2 separate regions of the Mus musculus genome follow, and region 1 is linked to region 2. The links are chromatin contacts, called in public HiChIP or PLAC-seq maps. All regions are on one chromosome and are shown on one strand. Each heading gives the region's core, a stretch centred on a gene start, on an enhancer-like site or on the middle of the called end of the contact. The rest is flanking DNA. Distances are from core to core; before and after follow the strand shown.

The links. HiChIP or PLAC-seq counts read pairs in DNA pulled down with a chosen protein or histone mark.
Region 1: a contact with region 2 is called in an H3K27ac HiChIP or PLAC-seq map of extraembryonic endoderm stem cells. The contact joins the enhancer-like site here to the promoter of Ift88 in region 2. A contact is called at or near these places in 3 of 39 promoter capture datasets (the HPC-7 cell line, macrophages and stem cell-derived epiblast-like cells), 1 of 484 Hi-C or Micro-C datasets (pachytene spermatocytes), 4 of 115 datasets of contacts at active chromatin or transcription factors (the SCID.adh cell line, embryonic stem cells and extraembryonic endoderm stem cells) and 3 of 9 other capture datasets (adipose tissue, liver and pancreatic islet).

What each region holds. Positions count from the first base shown.
Region 1 is chr14:57,466,657-57,473,142 of GRCm38.p6, forward strand. Ift88 (intraflagellar transport 88) reads left to right here. Exons shown (of 26, transcript NM_009376.2): 15 at 6,319-6,418. Among named protein-coding and RNA genes, the nearest start is that of Ift88, 46 kb to the left of the region's middle. Within about 2 kb of position 2,000, at least 13 of the 459 cell types and tissues checked have an H3K27ac peak or open chromatin away from gene starts, as enhancers often do. A contact at or near this core is called in extraembryonic endoderm stem cells, where this site is marked.
Region 2 is chr14:57,419,803-57,426,069 of GRCm38.p6, forward strand. It overlaps Ift88 (intraflagellar transport 88), which reads left to right and starts at 4,269. Exons shown (of 26, transcript NM_009376.2): 1 at 4,269-4,385.

The sequences.
Region 1 (6,486 bases), core at 750-3,249, 45 kb after region 2:
AAATCAAGCATCTTTTCTAAGGGCATTTTTATTTGCCAAGTGATTATTTTATATTAGCAGTCTTTGCGAAATTTCAATTTTATATTTATTTGTTGGCTGGTGCTGGGGAGGGAGCCTAGTACCTTACGCAGGTGAGTCAAGATTCTGCCAAGCTCAGCCCTTGGATTTTTTTTTCTTTTTCCTTTTTTTAGTCCCCGTCCGTGTGATTCAGGTTGGTCTTGAACTCCCCCTCTATCCCAGACTTCTCTAGAACTTCAGTCCTTCTGCCTCTGCCTGCATCCTGGGATTTCAGGAGTACACAGTCCTGCTCGGCCCAATTTTATAGTTTTCCTTTGTTCTTGTTTGGTTTCAGGAGTCCTTCACATATTTTTTTGTTTTAGTACTTCAATGAATAAGTGCTTCACAACTATCTTTTCCCAGTCTTTAGGTTTTTGTACTGGCTGGTTTTGATAGAACTTAGTGGGGAACCCCCCCCCCCACTCAATTCCCGATTCGGCGTGCACCCAAAAAATCACGAAGGACCATCTTGATGTAATTACATGAGGTCATTTAATGACGGAGCTCTGGACCGACATGCATCCCACACAGGAGATAACAGATGTCGGCCACGAGGCTCAAAAGCTAGGGGTTTTTATGGGGTAAGGGGCTTAGGGGTGTGGAATTCAGCATAGCGACACACTATTGGCTTATTCAAACATCAGCAGAAAACTTACATGTACGTGCAGGGTGTCAGAGTTCTGTGAGTTGTTGACTCAGTTCAGATAGCCCTGTTATGTCCTCACATTCCTCTTTATCTTATGGCCAAGATGTTCCCAGGAATGTTTTAACTACAGGGTATACCCAGGTTTGTTTTTCTTTTCTCTCAGCCCCAGGCAGCCTCTAGGCTCACATAACAACCAGCAATTTCTGAGTACTTTATATGACTTACAGGTTTTGAAATTTCATCTTTCTTTCAGTTTTGCACGTCGACTTGACACAAGCTGGAGTTACCTCAGAGAAAGGAGCCTCCCTTGAGGAAATGCCTCTGAGATCCAGCTGTAAATGCCTTCATTTTCTCAATTAGTGATCAAGGGGGGAGGGCCTAGCCCATTCTGGGTGGTGCCATCCCTGGGCTGGTCATCCTGAGTTCTATAAGAAGGCAAGCTGAGCAAGCCAGAGGAAGCAGGCCAGTATGTAACATTCCTCCATGGCTTCTACATCAGCTCCTGCCTCCAGATTCCTTCCCTGCTTAAGTTCTAGTCCTGACTTCCTTTGGTGATGCACGGCAATGTGGAAGTGTAAGCTGAATAAATCCTTTCCTCCCCAGCTTGATTCTCAGTCATGATGTTTTGTGCAGGAATACAAACCCTGACTAAGACAGTTTTCTTCTCATTTCTTGACATTCTGGAAAGTGCTTAGAATGTCACTGAAATCAGCAGATGAGGAGAGGAACAATCACCATCTCTGTATTGTGAGCACTCCAACTGTGAGCATGGTATATGCCTCTATTTATTTATGTCTCCTAAGTTTCTTTTAATATCACATTTTAGAGTTTTTTTTTCATCAATTTATTTATTTGTTCACTTTATATCCCAATATCTGCCCCCCCCCGTCTCTTCCCAGTCCCCCCTTCCCATAGCTCCTCCCCCATTTCCACCTCTTCTTCTCCTCTAAGAAGGGGGGGCTCCCTTGGGTATCACCCCCTACCTAGCACATCAAGTCATCTAATACCTATATACCTTTTGTTACATTTGTCTTATCTGATGTTGTTTTGGTTGTAAACATTTTGTTGTTGTTTTTGTTTTTCTAAACAGGGTTTTTCTGTGTCTAGCTTTGGCTGTCCTGGATCTTTTGCTGTCTAATGAGACAGGCTCTACCTTATCTCCTAGAACTTACTTTTACTTAATCTTAATCCCAAATCTTGAGCATTGCTTTTAGGCCATAAACCTCGACCTTATGAGTGATGTCACGTGTGCTTCACAACAGCCTAAGTGACGTCTGTGTTATCTCAGGGCTGGGTCAGTCCTGACTCCCACAGGCATTGTTTACCTCACTCCTACTCCTAGACCTTATCCTAAGCACTGTTTCTAAGTCACCAAGAGCCCAGCTTACAAATGAAGCCATGTGTCCTTGCGAAGAGCTTCAGTGTGAGCATGTAGTGTTTAACAGAGACAGTAATGTGACATGTAAATGCTGTGTTCTACTCACAGGGCTGACTTCATTATCATCAGAAAACTTCTTTTCCCCCAAAATGGGTTATGCTTAAATATGGCTAAAGTGAAATGATCTGGGCCAGACTCTAGAAGTCCTGGCCCAGTGTCTCTTCATGGAACATTTTTCCCCTGCCTGCTTCTAAGTCTGCAGGGGATCACCACACTTAACAAACTAGCTTTTTTTTTCTTTCATTATTTTTAAAAAGTGTGTGTGTGAGAGAGAGAGAGAGAGAGAGAGAGAGAGAGAGAGAGAGAGAGAGAGAGAGAGAAGGCTCACCTTTCCCCTCTACTGTTGATGTCAGCTGGGCTGGTTCTCTAGCTTCCACGGGTTCTCTGTGTCCTCCTCCTCTCTGGTCTCCTCAGGAGTGCTGTGATTGAGATGCTCACACTGTCAGTCTGGCTTCTATCTGGGTTCTATGGTTTTGCGCAAACACTTTACTCACTGAGCCATCTCCCTTGCCTGCTGTTGATTTTTGAGACAGAGTTTTCTGTGTATCCTAGGGTGGCCTCAAACTGCAATCCTCCTGCCTCTCCCACCATGCCCATCTGAGCTTCTTCACCTTACTAGATGACTTAATTAGAGTTCCATTGCTGTGAAGAGACACCATGACCAAGGCAACTCTTATAAAGGACAACATTTAATCGGGGCAGAGGTTCAGTCCATTATCATAATGGCAGGAAGCATGGCAGTGTCCAGGCAGACTTGGTGCTAGAGAAGAAGCTGAGAGTTTGGCATCTTGATCTGAGTACAGCCAGGAGAAACTGACTCTTCCACACTCGGTGGAGCCTCAAAGCCCACCTCCACATTGACACACTTCTTCCAACGAGGTCACATCTACTCCAACAAGGCCACACCTCCTAATAGTGCCATTTCCCATGAGCCAAGCATATGCAAACCAGCACTCTGGTGCATCTATTTCAATGCTCAGAAGTGATGATGTAGATATTTTTGCTTAGTTTCTAGTCTTAGAGGACAAAGCTTTCAACAGTATGCTCACTTAGTTGTACAATATAAATTGATACACAGACTGCTTCATTGGTAATCCGACTTTAGAAACCATGACTACATTCCCTCTAACCTTCTACATTTTATATTATTTTGTCAGGTGTCTTCATACTGAAAAAATTTTAATCCAGCAAGAAATTACTACAAATTGTTTTCCAGGAGGGGTTTTAGAAATGAGATTAATCAGTCTTTTTATCATTTATGATTTTAGTGTTATGCTTAGAAAGCCAGTGGCCACAAAAAAAGGAAATACTTGTTCATTGAGGCCAATGATAGGTCAAATTTTTTTGAAGTTTTTTTAATTCAGTAAGTTTCAGTTGAATTAAGTTGATAAATATATTAACAACAACAAAGCAATCTAAGTGATCAGTACCCTGACATAAAGTGACACTTTATTTATAAGGTACTAGTCCCTCATTTAATAGGAATGCCTAATTTATAAACTGGGGCCATAGAAATCTTATATTGATATCTGGATTGAGAAGTAAAGAATTAGTAAAGATAAAAGTGGGTAAGAGAGTATTCTAAGTAGAAGGAAGAATATTCTCTACATTCCAGATATCTGAAGTCTTTTACACACACACACACACACCAAAATACTTAAACTAAACTTTAAGGTGGAAGACCCCAGATTCCTCCAGTTAATACATTCCTTTGCTAAGGACCCTTCCAGATTTTAACCACATTCTCTTTATTTATACGTGAATGTTTCTGTGGATGTCATGGTGTGCATAGAGAGGTCAGGGGACAGCTTTCTGGAGTCCATTCTGTTGTTCTTCCTTTAGGTTGGGTGTGGAGATCCGACTCAAATGGTCCGGCAGTGAGTGCTTTAACCACTGAGCCGTCATCACATTCTCCATCTGTGTCCTCAGAATGCTCTTTGTGATAAACTTGTACAGTTCTGAGTGCCGTGATAGCAAGGAATGGAACCTGAGGAGCTCACAAGAGCCTCTTCTCTGAGGCAGCATGGGGCTGCAGTGTGAACCTCAGCCTACCCCTCACAACAGGGACTTGAAGTGTAGGGTAGTCCTGTGCTCATCAAGTCAGTGGCAGAACTGGATAAAATTATATAACAACTAGGTTTTGTGCTGAGGGAAACAGAAACTTGCCTCACCATTCTGTGTTGGAAGTTTGGGTAGAAAGTTTTCACCTCAACACTTGTGCCTCTTACTGTCTCTTATATCTAGTCAGTTCCAAATGCTTTTTCTAAGACTCAGTGTTGTCTTATAGGCCAGCTCAGTCTGCTCTATCAATGTAATTCTGATTCTTCAGCCCCAAGCATAACCTCTCTTTTAGCCCTGTTATTGTGTACTTACACACCCCATCATGAATTGCACATCAGAGATGATGGGACCATTAGTTACCTGATTGTCTGAGCTAAACTTATCTCCATGTCCTTTATCTCAGTGACCACCCACTAATTCTGCCTCCCTTTCTCTCTGAATGGCTGCCTGTCTCCTCTTTCTACCTATATAGATATAAACCTCATTTTGTTCAAGACTCGTCCATTCTATCTACCTATCCTCTGACCTCCATGACTGTCAGTGCAAATTGGCATATTTGGTAGCATCTTCAATCCTTGTCTGGGACTTTCAGGGTGCCGAGTGCATTCTTTTTGTCTTGCCACAGAGGCTCTAAATGATGTACCTTCTGTCTGCTTCCCAGGACATCTTTCTCTCCATGTTTTGAGTGCTTTCTGCTCCATGTAGCAGTTGCATCTTAAATAGGCCCAGCTTGCTGGCCTTACACATCCTTAGAGTGTTATTGATTCATCCTAGGAGACCTTTCTTTTTTTCAAGTCGTTCAGACTTGGCCTTCACACTGAGCTACAGTATCTGTGGAATCTCTGATCTCTCACCTGTCTTCTTGTACTTCTTTGTAAAGAGCTTGCTTTACTATTCTTTCCTCACAGGTGAGGCATTGTATTGTATCTACTCTTGCAGTCCCTGTACCAAAACATAATGTCTGACATGTAATAGGCATTTCATAAATATTTGCTGTGGGGGCTGGTGAGATGGCTCAGTGGGTAAGAGCACCCGACTGCTCTTCCGAAGGTCCGGAGTTCAAATCCCAGCAACCACATGGTGGCTCACAACCATCCGTAATGAGATCTGACTCCCTCTTCTGGAGTGTCTGAAGACAGCTACAGTGTACTTACATATAATAAAAATAAATAAATCTTTAAAAAAAAATATTTGCTGTGTATACCTGAGTTCCCAGATTATTCTTTTGGAACTGAACTTTCATGAGCCGTGTCTTCAGATGGGGACAGATGGTCATTCAGTGAGGTATATTGCAAGTGGGGGAGGGGGGGCTCAAGTCCTCTATCCCTATTTCAAACAGAAAGACTCTTTTATATATGGGACTTTTCAGGAAAAGGTTCTATTGGAGAAGGGGATTCTATGTTTTTAATTATGGTCTGGACTAATGAACCACACCCTCAGTGCCACATATTGTTTTGTTTTATTCACTGAAGCAGATTTAATGAAATATCCATGACCGCATGTGTAATGCCTTCTGTTGTTTTTATCATTGTTTCTAAGATTGACATGTGTGGTGGTTTGAATAAGCATGGCCTCATAGGCTCGTCTGTTTGAATGTTCAGTCACCATGGAGTGACTCTCTTGGAAAAGCTAGAAGGGATAGGATGTGTGCCTTGTTAGAGGAAGTGTGTCACTGGCAATGGGCTTTGAGGTCTTAAAAGCCCATGCCATGCTCAGGCTTTCTCTTTCTGCCCATGAATCAGGATCAGCTCCCAGCTACTTCTTCAGCAATATGCCTGCCATGCCTGCTGCCATGCTCCCCCAGGTGCTGATAATGGACTAAGCCTCTGAACCTGGAATGAAACCTCCAATTAATGCTTTCTCTGTAGGAGTTCCATGGTCTCAGTGGAGAATGATAGGAGGATGGCAGCTGACATTGATCCCTGGTCTCCATATGTGCACGAATACACACAATTGTGTGAACCCAGCAGAACGGTGCAGGCACACACACACTCACTCACACACACACACACACACACACACACACACACACACACACACACACACTTGGAGAGAGAAAGAACTGAAAATAACTGAAATAAAGCAAGTACCGCTTTGTGTCTCGCCCTTCTTACAGGTGTGTGGAAGTAGTGAAAGCCTCTCAGTATGTGGAGCTGGCCAACGACCTGGAGATTAACAAAGCAATTACTTACTTGAGACAAAAGGACTTTAACCAAGTAAGTGCCACCACATTCTCCAGGCAGTTGACCCAGGGAAACTCCTTTCTAGAATACTATTAGAGTGC
Region 2 (6,267 bases), core at 3,019-5,518:
ATCCTCAAGATCTGGATCACAGGTGTGCCCTCCATTTCTGGATTGTAGTCCATTCTAGATATAGTCAAGTTACAAACCAAGAATAGCCATCACAGGTAGTAAACTCAAAATAACATTAGAAGCACCTTTGAAACTCTCAGTGATATGATGCTTTTTCCTGAAAAATTACCATTTGGGGTGAAAAAAGTCAGTGAACCGCTTATGACTCAGCTTGGTGGTTGAATGCTTGTTTAGCATGAATGAGACCCTGGGTTTGATTTCCAGCATTGAAAAACAAACAAAAACAACAACAACCTCCCCCAGAAGTTTTAAGTATGTGGATAATTGTAGATATTTGTGCAAATCAATTCAACTACTCGATTTTTGTGGTAAACATTAAAAATTTTCAATGGTAATAATGCTGAGAGCATGAGTGTAGATTTTAGAAGAAGATTTAAATGGAAAAAATGATTCAGAACAAAACTCTGGATTGAAAACAGAGAGGGGCTGGAGAGATCTCTGAGTTCAAGACCAGCCTTGCAGGATAAACACTATAAACACGTGACTCTAATAAGACATTTAGTAATCACTAGAGGAACTGTCACCTATGCTATCCAGTGGTTAGGAGCACTGGATGTTTGACCAGGGGAATGCTGTTATATTCCTAGCTCCACGTGGCAACTCACAAACATTTGCAACTCCAGTTTTCAGGGGATCTGGCTCTCTCTCTCTCTCTTTCTCTCTCTCTCTCTCTCTCTCTCTTGTCCTCAGGTAACAGGCACACACATGATACACAAACATACATGCAGGCAAAACATCCATACATATAAAATAAATTAACTTTTTCTTTAAAAAAGTGAGAAACGAAGGAAGAGAAGGGGGAAAAAAGAAAAGAGCAGGCATAATATACTGCTTTGTTGACTAGTATATGCAGTGAGTAACTTTCTATTTGGGATCATTACTTTTCTCTTTTTCCTTTTGTGTATGTGTGTGTGTGGGGAGAAGTTGGTGGCGGCGGCGGCGGCAATGAGACATGGTCTCACTCTTCATCTCAAGCCGGCCTCAAAGTCATAGCAATTCTCCTACCTCAATTTCCTGAGTGCTAGGACTCGAGAAGTGAGCCACCACATGTAGCTTATTTTCTTTTCACATATACCTTTGAGTTGGATTACCTTGTCATCAGAAGGCTAAGATGGTGCCTTTTTCATCCTTTGAAAAATCAATACCAGGCTGGGGATGTAGCTCAGAGGCAGAGCACACACCCAGGATGTGTGAAGCACTGGGTTTGATGACCTGCATTTAAAAAAGTCAAGAAGTCAAGAGTGACCTTTAGTCATCCATCTTAATGCGGTCTGACTGGTCAGCAGTGTGCTATGAAATGAACACTGAACCCCTTTGATATAAATTCTCTGAACAGAACTGTTATCTTTATTCACTGCCTTTGGGCCATGCAGTGTGGGTACAGCTTGCAGCACATCATGGCTCCTTGAGTAGCTCATGTTAATTTCAGCAAGTTAGTGGCTGTGGTTTTAATGATGTGACTAGATCCTTCTACTAAGGTAATTTACAGTCCGGTATCCACTTATTTTTGAACAGATTGAAATTAATGGCAAGATTAGTTTAACCTGTAGCTTAGAAGTAAGAAATTCTGCAAATCCGAGCTTTGGATTAAAATATGAGTGCACTCTTTATTTCCAATATAGGATCCAAATATTTATCCAAAGGTCAGGAGATTTCTTTGAACTTTTATTTTTATTGGTTTCAGTAGCAAAAAATAGTGTTTATCTTTTTTAAAAAAGATTTATTAATTTATTATATGTAAGTACACTGTAGCTGTCTTCAGACACACCAGAAGAGGGGCATCAGATCTCATTACAGATGGTTGTGAGCCATCATGTGGTTGCTGGGATTTGAACTCACGATCTTCAGAAGAGCAGTCGGTGCTCTTAACCGCTGAGCCATCTCTCCAGCCCCCAGTGTTTATCTTTTTAAAGAATTATTATTTAGTGAGATCCTAAATTGGAGACAAAGTCTTAAAAAAAGGTATTATGATCATTTAAAACATTTAACTGGACTTAATAGTATTTTCTGGATAGCATAGGTGACAGTTCCTCTAGTGGTTACTAAATGTCTTATTAGAGTCACATGTTTATAGTGTTTAATCTGCAAGGCTGGTCTTGAACTCAGAGATCTGCTTTTCTCTGTCTCCTGGAATTAAAGGCATGTTCCACCTTGCCTGGGCCCAGCTTTTCTTTAACTGAAACTTGTTCTGTAGCAGGCTGGCCTTGAACTAAGAGATCTCCTTGCCTCTGTCTCCTGGGATTAAAGGTGTGTACCAACATGTCTAGGCCTAAGCTTTTTATGATCACTATTCCTCAAGATCCAGACCAAAATACTGTGTCATCCCAGGCCAAGATTCAGATCAAAAGCCTGTGTCTTCAGCTTCAAGATCTGGATCACAGATGTACCCTCCATCTCTGGATTGTAGTTCATTCCAGAAATAGTCAAGTTGACAATCACAGATAGCCATCACATGCATTTTGATGGTATTTACCCACCCTCATTACTATCTCTTGTCTTTTTTGCCGTTCTACATCCCCCTATTCCAAAAATACATCTTGCTCACTCACTCACAATCTTACAAACTATCTTTTCTTAGGAATTACTGAATCCCCAGTGTGTATCTCTAGATGGGCATCTTTTTCTGAGCTTTAATGATTATGATGATGCTGGAATCCAAATTAGGGCCTTGAACACGGCAAGCAAATGTTCTAACACTAAGTTACATTCCCAGCCCTCTCCTCTGAGCTTTATATTGTTATATACAATTGCTTACTCAGTATCTCTTCTTGCACATTCTTTAGGCATCTGACACCTGATGTGTTCTCCCTCAAACCTGTTTTTCCTTTAGTGTTCTTCATGTTCACACATGGAACTCTTTCACTCCATACCCACTTCATGGGACTCAGGCTTGTCTGCTACCCATCCCACTTTATATGTAACTAATTACATATGTTGACAGTTTATTTGATAATTAGTGTGGGAACAAATAAGAAAATATGTTGCCTGATGAACCTTTATTTTAACAAAAACATAATGTCTTCTTCTCAGACAAGGACTGGGTACCCTGAATGTACAGTCATTTAAAAAAAAAAAAAGTTCAGTGCTGGACAATGGTGGCACACACCTTTAATCCCAGCACCAAGGAGTTTGAGGCTAGGCTGGTGTACAGAGAGCTCCAGGACATCCAGGGCTACACAGAGAAACCCCGTCTCAAAAGACAAGCAAACAAACAAACAAAAAAAAAAAAAGAAAAAAGAAAAAAGAAAAAGAAAAAGATTGACTCTAGTATTTATCTTTCTTTTTTGAAGTGCAGTAACTTGTGATTCCAGTATTTTTTCTTTCTATATTGAAGTGCAGTAACTTAAAATATCCCCATGATGTTCACTAATTAACGTAACAACTACTTATTGACACACAGTTGCCAGATACTGTCAGTTACTGTACGATATACCCCACTTGCAAGGTAACCTTCTGAATGCTGATACAACACACCTGGATCAGAGATAAAGAGGTTTAGTCTTCAAAACACACCAAGTAGCCCGAACCTGACCAATCTAATAGTTTGTCCCCTACATCTGTCCCCACCCCCATCCGTGGGAGGCTAAGGTGGATGTTACATATTCAATGACTTTCTGACACAACTGAACAATAAAGGTTAGTAAACTTCAGTTTTTTTATAACGGGCTTCAAGTCAACATGCCCAACATTTGCTCCGGAAAGAAATATTATTTTGTCTTTAAGACAGGGTGTCCCCTGCTGGTCTTGTACTCCTGAGCGTCATCTCTACTCCCATTGCAGATGTGCGTCATCATAGCTGGCATTACATTACCTTTACTTTTTAATTTTCAGATTAAATTTATTTAGAGAGAACCCAGACAGGATTAATATGACAAATTTATGGGACGACGCGTACAATTCTACGCAATGTTCCACAGAAAACAGTCTTCCAAGGTTCCCAAGCCGCGTAGTGGCTCTGGGACACATTCTATTCATCCGGGCCATCTTGCTCTGGTCTCCAGCTTTGGGGATGGCTGCCTCGGGGTTCACTCGACCTTGGTTTCCTTCTTGTGATTACTCCTACACCTGTAGCATCTCCTGGACCACCATAAACATTGGGCCAGCCTCGAGAATCACTCCGCTGTTGGCGGACCACAGGTCCCAGCAGCCCTGCACTTCCGGTCACGAGCTTCCGGCCTCGCCCACGCGGCGCGGAGGCCTGTGGGAGCGGCTTCCTTGGAGTCGCGCCTGGCAACGGCTGGGCGTCCCGCTCTGGCCTGCCTAGGATCAGGCGTCGCTTCTTCCCTCGGCCCACTCGTGGTCAGCCCGCTCCTCCTCGGCGCGAGGTAGGAGAAGCGCCCGGCCCCTCGCGGCCACCCTCCCTGCTGCCCTCTCCCTGCCCCGTGCGTGAGCGGCGGCGGGGTCGCGAGGGCAGGCGGGCTGGCGGCGCCCAAGCCCGGCTCCTGGCGACTGCGCTTCCGTAGCCAACACTTGGATGGTGCTCCTCTCAGGGGGTGGACTTCCCGCTCCACCCGGCACGGCTACCCGGGCTAATGTCACACGGCTTGGCGATGCCATGGCAGCAGTGAAACTTTTAGAGTTTCACAGTAGGTTACAGCGAACATTTCTAATACTTGCATCCGGTGAAGCTTTGATTACCTAGTAATCGGGAGTAAAAGCAAAAGTACAGAAAAGAATGAATAAATCACAGTCTTATAAAGATAAAAACATATCTTCTGGGAATTGATTCTAGGACACCCAGTTTCCCTGGATACCAAAGTTCCCAGGTGCTCTTTCACATATATACGATGGTATATTTGTATTGTATATAAGCCATTTTCCCATTTTTGTTATCTTAGACTGTTTATTGCTCTATAATTAATTGTTATGCCTAATTGTTCAGGGAATAATGAAAAGCACGCTCGGGAGGCTGGGGGCGGGGGGGGGGGGGGGGAGCCTGTGCATGTTCAGTTCAGATAAAAAATTTCTCCCAAATGTTTTCAGTTTCTAGTTGGTTGAATCTAAGGATGCACAGACAAAAGATATCTGACTACTGTTTTCCCAAAAGCCTAAAATTCCACTTTTCCTTTTTATCTTCAACTCTGGTTGGTAACTTTGGAGAAACTACAATAGGCATTTTGAGTGTGAACTGTATCAAGGTAGAAGTATATAAAAAGGACTTTGCCATGTAAAATAGTTTCACTGGCAATATTGAAGTGACAGCATCCCAAATTATTTTTGAACCACCTTGGAGAATATAGAAATACTGAGTTGTATTATTTCTTAGCCATTCATAGTTGTTAGTAAAGGATAATTCATTTACTATTTCCTAGCCTTGCTTTCTACATCTTTAAAATTTTGTGTATTCCACTATTGGTCTGTCTCCCAGGTGTGTGTGTGTGTAAATCTGGTTAAAAGCCAGAAGAAAGGTCTAGTTCTAAAAGCTGATTGTTTCAATACCTTATGAATAAACGAAAGTGAGATCAGAAGAGTTTGTAAGGAGGGAGCTTTTGAGTATATGATTTGAAAGTGTGATCGATGGAGCAGCAGCTTCAGCATCCATCCCTTGGGAACCTATTGATCAACATTCTGGGGCTGTGGAGATGCTCAGTTGGCAAAGTGTTTGCTGCAGAAGCCTAAGGTCCTGAGTGATCCCTAGCGCCCACTTAACCTAATGTGGTGGCTGGGGGAGGCAGGAGGATTTGTGCTGCTCACTGGTTAGCTAGCTTGGCTGAATCTGGCCCCAGGTCCTCCTTCCCAGGGGGAGATCTTACCTCAAAAAACAAGGCAGGCAGTGCCTAAAGAGGATGACCTCTGTTTCCACATGCACACATTTACACCTGTACACACACACACAGAAGCTGTCATACCCACAACAAGGAATTCACATCCTGCCTGGGCAGAATAACTCATACCTGTTATCCCAGTGCTTGGGATGTGGGAGCAAGAGTTCAATGTCAGCCTTGTCTACATGTTGAGTTTAAAGCCAGCCAAGGCTACACAAGACCTTGTCTCAGAAACAAAACAACCCTCCCCTGCAAAGAAATCCCAATACATTTCCTCTCTGAGGGATCAAGGAATCTCCTTCACATAAGATTTTCTGAATCGGAAGCACTGGTGGCTGAGGGGCTGAAATGAAAAGCTGTAAGCTGCTGGCTTGTGCTCTGGTTTGAGCCACTGGTTTAGCAGAGAATGTCCCTCTTATCTGAGAGGGACATAGTCCAAGGC